Linked DNA regions of Mus musculus: region 2 is linked to region 1. A link is a contact called in public Hi-C data. All regions are on one chromosome and are shown on one strand. Each heading gives the region's core, a stretch centred on a gene start, on an enhancer-like site or on the middle of the called end of the contact. The rest is flanking DNA. Distances are from core to core; before and after follow the strand shown.

Region 1 (4,010 bases), core at 1,093-3,592:
TCACTCACTGGCTCACCAAAACCCTGGAGGTAGAACCAACTTTGCCTACAGGCCCCAGAACACCCAGTTTGCCACCTCCCACAATAAAGCTCAACTATCACCGGCTGAATTTGGTGGGGCAGCTCCTGATGTTCACAGGGGACCGGTGTGATGTATGTCAGATAGTGAAAGTGCACGCCCATTCTGCTTGCACTAACCCACCCCATCTGGTCTTGTACAACGCAGAGGTCCCCAGTGTGCCTCAGGAGTAGGAGCTTTCTTATACACGCTGCCTGATGACTCAACTCACCAGCTGCTCCAACCTCAAGACTGCTGTCACCTCCAGAAGCAACCCGTCACCACATGCCAAACAGCAGTGAGGCGAACGTCTGAAAGTCCTGGACTAGAATCTTCATGGGACCCTCCATATCATTCAGGTCAGCCAGGGGCGGCAGGGAGATCTTGTCTGATGGGGTCACCCATAACCCAGCGATGGCTTTGAGGAGAAAGGACAAGGGACTTCTTCAAGGGAGTGTTTGGGAGTTGGGGATGGATGGCCACTCATTTGCTACTAAAGGCTAGAGGGCCAGGAGGCCTTCCCAGTATGGTCTGACTCCAACACTCTAACTGTGGTCCTCAAAGGCTGAAGAGAAAGCGCATCCTCTATTCCAACGGAAGAAGCCTATTTGCTCTCTGTTTTTGAGATTCAGGGCTATTCGCAGAGTCTCTCTGCCCCTCATCACATGGGGGCCTCTCTGATCCTCTGTTCTGTCAGGTCTTAATTAGGGATTGGTTCTTATCAGTCACCAGGAAGCCATGCATGTGCACACGTCACCATAGTAACTGTCTACGCCCACAAAACTTGTTCATGGCCGGGGGGGGGGGGGGGTGCTACCCCTGCCCATAGCTCCCTCTCTACCTACGTCTAGCAAATCCACCAGGACTTAGTTGGGGCACTTGGTACTTCAGAGGATGAGTTGGCGTTTCTTAGCTTCCCCGGGGGTGCATGCTCCTGCCATGAGGACCCTAGACCCTGTCTCTAGGACATGAAATTCTAAAAGACCATCAGCTCCAAAGCCAGGCCAGTCGTCATGAAAACAAGGTTTGGTTGGATCGTGAGGTAGAACACAGCCTGGCTAGAGAGAGCCGGGCATCCCTTTGTGTTTTGTGTGTACGTAGCTGATGGCTACAAGTCGAGTGCTTTGAAGTCTAATGCCTTTGGTCCCAACATAGATGAATTGTAAGGGTCCTCCCCTTCCAGGGCCAGTGTGACCAGCTATAGGTAGAGAGTAGCGCAGGACTGCATAGTGAGTCTAGATTTTAATGTCGCCTACGTTTTCCCCTCACAGGGCCCCAGTGCTGTTTAGGTCTTGTACCAGTTGAAGAAGTAGACAGTTCTGACTCCTGCCAAGTGGGTGGAGGAGACTGGAGTTCCCAGCATCCATCAGGGACCTACACAGGACAGGAACGTGGGATGCGGTTCTCGCCTAGCCCATCAGTTCATGTGTCCTTTGAAACACCACCTCCCACAATTTAGGCCGAAGCTAATATCCCAGAAAGACTATATATTGTTTGTTTGTTTGTTTGTTGACAGAGAAAAATTGGTATTTATTTTTCTATTATAGCCATATTTATATATTTATGCACTTGTAAATAAATGTATATGTGTTTCTATAATTCTGGAGAGATATGGAATCCTCCCCTTTCTGGCACAAGACAGAAAGCAAGCAGCTGAGTAACTGGAGACCAGTGGAAATGAGTATCATAGATGGTCAGGCTGCAGATGGATCCCAGAACCTGCAGCTACCACGGACACCAGGAGGCCCTCGGGCCACTTGGTGGAAGGACCCTAAGCACACTGTTCATGAAGAACACAGGGATAAAGCAAAGGCCATCATGCCGCAGACTGGAGCCACCTGGAAGCCACTCCAATTTGGTGGCACAGGACAGGTTTCCAAGATGTCACGAGAAAAGCCCCAGATGTGTACAGCACTCTAAGCATTAACAGTCTCCCAGAATCAATAATCGGTGGCAACATATCTCTGTAAAAACAAACACTGTAACTTCTAAATAAATGTTTAGTCTTCCTTGTAACCTTCATCTTAGTCACGAGTGAGTCAGCGTTTTCTTTAGACGTCCGGCGTCCCGTCTTTGAGTGGCTGCAGTAAAGCCCTGCTCGAGATGATTTCCAACCCATCAGAGATAAAATCTGGGAACAGTCGCAAATATTTTTCATATTTTTTTGTCTCTTTAAACAATGAATGCTGAATTTGGATTCATGTAACATGACACTACAAACTGCTTACTCCAAGAAGGAATACACAGACAGGAAGCAAATTCACTGTTCTCTTGCCGGACTGGAGGTGAGCATCTGCCATATTGAAGGAATGAAGTGAATTCTTCTTGTGTAGGGATGTGTGTGTGTGTGTGTGTGTGTGTTTTAAAAGACCAACTATTGCTTCCAAAACACCATTTAGCTTAGTACTATGCCACCCGTTAACACGTGGTCCCTAGTAGGTTCCTTTCATTCTAAAGTTACCATTGCTGGAGGAGTTGACTCATTTCAAGCCAACATTTATTTAATGTTGTTCCACAAAAAGATCATTCATAGGGGTAAGTGTGTGAGCGTGCATTCGTGCGTGTGTGCGTGCGAACTTAAAACTTTTATGTGTGGCACAAGACTTAATAAGAAACTGAACATTTTAATGCAAGTCTTCACACATTTTGAGTATTCATTGTGCGGGGAGGGATTGTATATTTCAGGAAAATGAGGAGTTGGAATTCAGCCTGACACATTTAATCTTATTAAGAGTTGTATCAGACTGCTTTTCCAAGAATTTGCTAAGCAGGATCTAAGGTAGACTGGGATAAGGCCGCCATCTGCTGGTGGAAAGGAGTACTGCACCTAGCCATCGGTAGCCTTGCATCCGTTTTTCTACAAAGACGGCTAATCTGAATAAGAACTGTCCTCAAAATGCAGCATGATTTTCAGGAAGGTAGTGGCTTTTAACGTGTTTATAGAAATAAGTGTAAGGAACATGGAAATTATAAGAGCGTGAGGTCTAATCCTGCAAGGGAAGAAGTAAGATATGTGATTTCAAACACATACTGAAGCCTTTAGCGGTCACTTCCAGGAGAGGAATGGGCAGAGCTAATGCTTGCAGTCTTTGCTAATGCAGCTCAAATCTGAGCTGTAGTTAACTTGACAGGCTGTTGGAAGCTTGTTTTATTTTTGTAAAACCTAATTTTGCCTTCTACCTCTCCGTGACCTAAAGTAAATGTCAAAATGGGTTTTGGTGTGCGCCACTAAAAGCAACGTATAGACACCCTGCTTACTGTACTCTTTCAGGATGGTCAGACGCTGAAGGGAGTTGTCCAGGCTCCCTAGGATCCTGTTTCCCAAGTCTGCTACCAGATCCTGAGACCCACAGACCTCTAACCTCTAGCTCAATAACTTGTTTTTAAAGCTAAGTTTTGAGGCAACTTTTTTACGCATGAATGAATGAGCAATGAAGGCTATGATTAGCACCTGTTTGCCTTCATCAATGAAAGGCATAGCTGAGTGGAGAGACGGAGTTACTTCAATCTACTTCATACCGTATGAGGCAACGACTGATTGCTTTTTTGTTTGTTTGTTTGTTTGTTTGTTGCAACAGGGTTTCTCTGTATAGCTCTGGCTGTCCTGGAACTCACTTTGTAGACCAGGCTGGCCTCGAATGCCTCTGCCTCCCAAGTGCTGGGATTAAAGGCGTGCGCCACCACGCCCAGCGACTGATTGCTTTTTAGGTGGCCTTGCCCTTAATCTGCCTCCCTTTACATGAGCAATACAAAAATCCAGAGGCAGACTCTTCATGCTGTGTTGGTATGCACAAACACTACTACCATGTCCAACATGAACCATGGGTTAGGCTTAGGATATTCTTTCAAGGAAAACCGTACTACCTACCAACTCACCAAAGTAGACAGGGAACATGCAGATACATGAATGTGTTAGAATTATATCAGAAAAAACCCAAACAGGCCCAAGAACA
Region 2 (3,504 bases), core at 171-2,670, 550 kb before region 1:
TCTTTTTCAGACCACAGGCAGTCATTGCTAAAGGTTTCCAGTGAGTAATAAATCAAAGAATGTTAGGTGATCCATAGACCTCTTTTGGCTGGGTGTTATTGGGGCAAGGAGTGAATCGATCAATAGGGCAGAGAAGGCAAGAATGGAGAGAAAATAATTCTAAATTATTTAAATTCTAGAAAACAAATTTCTATCATTTGGGGTACTACTAAAGTGGAGAAACTTTACCAAATGCTGGGGCCATATTTGAGACATGTACTATTACACTGAACAGTATAGGCATAGACCTTGTTCTGTGAATACAGAAAGTTCTGGTCAATAGAACTGTCAAGAAATGGCTTATAATCCACAGAAGTCTTTGCTTTTAGTTTCTCACTTTGCTTAAAACTCTGAGCCTCTCAAGTAAATTGTTCTTGGAAAATGGCAGCACCACAAACCATTATTCTCTTTCTTTCTTTCTTTCTTTCTTTCTTTCTTTCTTTCTTTCTTTCTTTCTTTCTTTCTTTCTTTCTTTCTTTCTTTCTTTCTTTCTTTCTCCCTTCCCTTTCCCTTCTTCCCTTTCCCTTCCTCCCTTCCCTTCCCTTCCCTTCCCTTCCCTTCCCCTCCCCTCCCCTCCCCTCCCCTCCCCCTCCCTCCCTCCCTCCCTCCCTCCCTCCCTCCCTCCCTCCCTCCCTCCCTCCCTTCCTTCCTTCCTTCCTTCCTTCCTTCCTTCCTTCCTTCCTTCCTTCCTTCCTTCCTTCTTTCCTTTTCCTGAAACAGGATCTCTTTATATAGCCCTGACTGTCCTGAAGCTCACTATGTAGACCAGTGAATGCATAGTGTTTTCTGCCCCACAACTGTAATAAAATGATAGAAAAGGCATTGGTTTGGGAGTTAAAATGTACTCAAATCTCTACCTTACACTGAAGTAGCTGAGAAAATTCAGCCAGGATAGTAACAGTACTTCAGAGGGATCTCTTGAGCTGGTGTTTGTAATATAGCTAATTCCATGGCTTGAACACAGACCTCAGTGTTCATCATGTGGTTTTCAGTTCACTGTAAAAATGAATGGCCGAACAAAGACATTTTGTGGCTAAATAACTATGCAGTCAGATCAGTGTCGTTCTAAGTTTTATATGTATGCAAATTCATTCAACACTCTCAGAACCCAGAGGTAGGAAAAGTAATATTTTCATTAGTAGAAGAGGAAAATGAGATTGATTAAGTAATTTACCCAAGAACTGAGTTTCTATTTGTGATTATTAATTTCTTAATGGCTTTGTAAATAGCTCTCAAATTTCAATAACTTAACACAGAAAAAATAAATCTCTTTTTTAAAAGACATAGGCCAGCCTCTGTTCGGTAAAAACCACTGTGCAGAGGTTGAGAGTTCCAGGAACCTTCCACATAGTGACTCAGCCAACTTTGGGTTCTCAGAATTCTCTTGTGGATGTTTTGTGTTCAGGCAGCAGACAGAGGAAGCGTTCAAAGCAGCATTTCTCAACTTCAGTATTTGCTATGACTAATTTTATATGTCAACTTGACTGGGTTAAAGGATTCTCAAATAGCTTGTTAAACAGTATTTCTGGGTGTGTCTATGAGGATGTTTCTGGGAAAGATTAACATTTGAATTGGTAGGCCCAAGAAAGGAGATCCACCCTCATCAGTGTGGGTGGTCATCATACAACTGTTGAGGCCCCAAATAAGACAACCTGGTGAAGATGTAAATTCATTCCCTCCCTCCCTTTCTCCCTCCACTATTTCTTTTTCTACTTTTCCTCTTTCTCCCCCTTCCCTCCATGAGTCGAGTCACCCACCTCCTACTGTCTGCTTTCTCAGGGCTTCCTCATTCTCAGGGTTACAGCAGCTCTTCTGGTTCTTGAGTATTCAGAGCTGGCCTGAATCATGTCCAGAATTGTTGAGTCCCCATATAACAAATAGTATTTGTGAGACTTCTCAGTCTGGAACCATGTGAGCCAATCCCACCCAGTTGAATCTCCTCTTTGACGCATCTATCCATACATAGCCTATGGAAACTATTTCTATGGAGAAACTAGCACCTATATTTTGGGCTGAATCATTCTTTATTTACACTATGGAATATTTAGCAGTAAGCCTGGTCTGCAAATCCCACTAGTGACAATCATGATTTCTTGGGGATGCGAATGGGGATAAGGATGGGGAAGATATAAAAACTGTCCTGTATCTAAGAATGTTAGTTGAAATGAAGATGTCCTGGGTCATAAAGTCTAGTATAAAGAGAGATGTCTTTAACCCAATGCTATTGGCCAGAACTCAATGAAGTAGTCACATTTAACTGCGAAGAAGTTGGAAAATCCAATCCAGAGATGTGTCCAGGAAGAAAACGAGGTGTAAGAACATTATATTAGCAATGTGGAATCTAAATGGTATACACATTCTCACCCTCCTACACACATATAAAAGCCACACTGAAAACTTCAGAAAATTTATTAGACATATGCAGGGTAATCTGCACACTGTTAGAGACAGAAACATGGCACTGTGACATTTTCCCACAGCTAACCTATGCAGGCTTCCTAATGTAACAAGTTAATGCAATAAACTGTTAGATGCCACGGTCCCAGGCAAATTGGCTTGCTAAGAACCAGAAGCATTCATTCACCACATTGCAGTGACCCATGAGAATGCTGACCACGTGCAGGGCGGGTGCAAACTTGGGGTGGTGAGAGTTTCCCTGGGGCTCTTCAGCCCCAAACACATTCCAAAAAATATGAGCATTTATGATAGGTGTGGCCAGGAGTGCAAAGGAGACCAAAATGCCCTTTAGAAGAAGTATCAAATCTGAAGACACATGTCTGCATTAAGAGAGATTCACACCAAGGAGAAGTGCAGGAGGGGGAATTGCTATCCATTTATTGGCTATAGTTGCAGAGATTGCTCCCAGCTTAGAGCAAAGGCCTTTTGTCTAATAAATGATGCTGTCTAGAATCTCCCTAGAAGCTTGAGTACTTTTGTATCTGAAAATGCATGAGATCATACCCATTTTGTACATTTTTTAGAGATCATCTAAGTTTCGGTAGGTTCCCATGGGTACATTTAAACCCCTTAAATATGTGCCCTGTTCTCTGGTAAATGGCGAAATGCTCCTTGAAGTCTTCTTGTCTTGTTTGTTTTATTATATGGTGTGAGAGAAAGTATTTCTCAGCTACCTAGTTTAGGCATTTTTCTCTTCACTATGCAATCGTATTGAAAAGAACTAAAGCTACTCAAGTTTCTACCAACTGGCACCGAAACAATCTCCTAGAGCCAAGGCTGGCTCCCTCACCCCTACGACTGGCCCCACCCCACACCACTCCTACCCTAATTAAAAGAGAGCATTTCATCTCAGTGCCAATAAAAACAAATTAAATCTGGCCTAGACGGCCATTGCTAAAGAAAGAAAAATTGTTGATCTAATAAATATGTAAGAAAGACCTATATTATGTTAAAGTTAATGATATCCTGGCTATGTCTTACTAAAATTTATTATTCCCTTTCTTTGAA

What was found. A called contact is a pair of places that touch in the nucleus more often than the background predicts.
Region 2: a Hi-C map of the G1E-ER4 cell line shows a contact between it and region 1, with 2.2 times the contacts expected there. The contact joins two enhancer-like sites. A contact is called at or near these places in 2 of 15 datasets of contacts at CTCF or cohesin (large pre-B cells and pro-B cells), 14 of 484 Hi-C or Micro-C datasets (the AtT-20 cell line, B cells, the Ba/F3 cell line and 7 more), 3 of 115 datasets of contacts at active chromatin or transcription factors (all in embryonic stem cells) and 1 of 9 other capture datasets (embryonic stem cells).

The regions. Positions count from the first base shown.
Region 1 is chr16:44,483,118-44,487,127 of GRCm38.p6, reverse strand. Boc (biregional cell adhesion molecule-related/down-regulated by oncogenes (Cdon) binding protein) reads left to right here. Exons shown (of 19, transcript NM_172506.2): 18 at 226-416; 19 at 1,329-2,083. The coding sequence ends at 1,516. Among named protein-coding and RNA genes, the nearest start is that of Gm30064, 45 kb to the left of the region's middle. Within about 2 kb of position 2,342, at least 19 of the 459 cell types and tissues checked have an H3K27ac peak or open chromatin away from gene starts, as enhancers often do. A contact at or near this core is called in the Ba/F3 cell line and the G1E-ER4 cell line, where this site is marked.
Region 2 is chr16:45,036,802-45,040,305 of GRCm38.p6, reverse strand. It overlaps a transcript of Cd200r3 not described here. Among named protein-coding and RNA genes, the nearest start is that of Ccdc80, 55 kb to the left of the region's middle. Within about 2 kb of position 1,420, at least 106 of the 459 cell types and tissues checked have an H3K27ac peak or open chromatin away from gene starts, as enhancers often do. A contact at or near this core is called in the Ba/F3 cell line and the G1E-ER4 cell line, where this site is marked.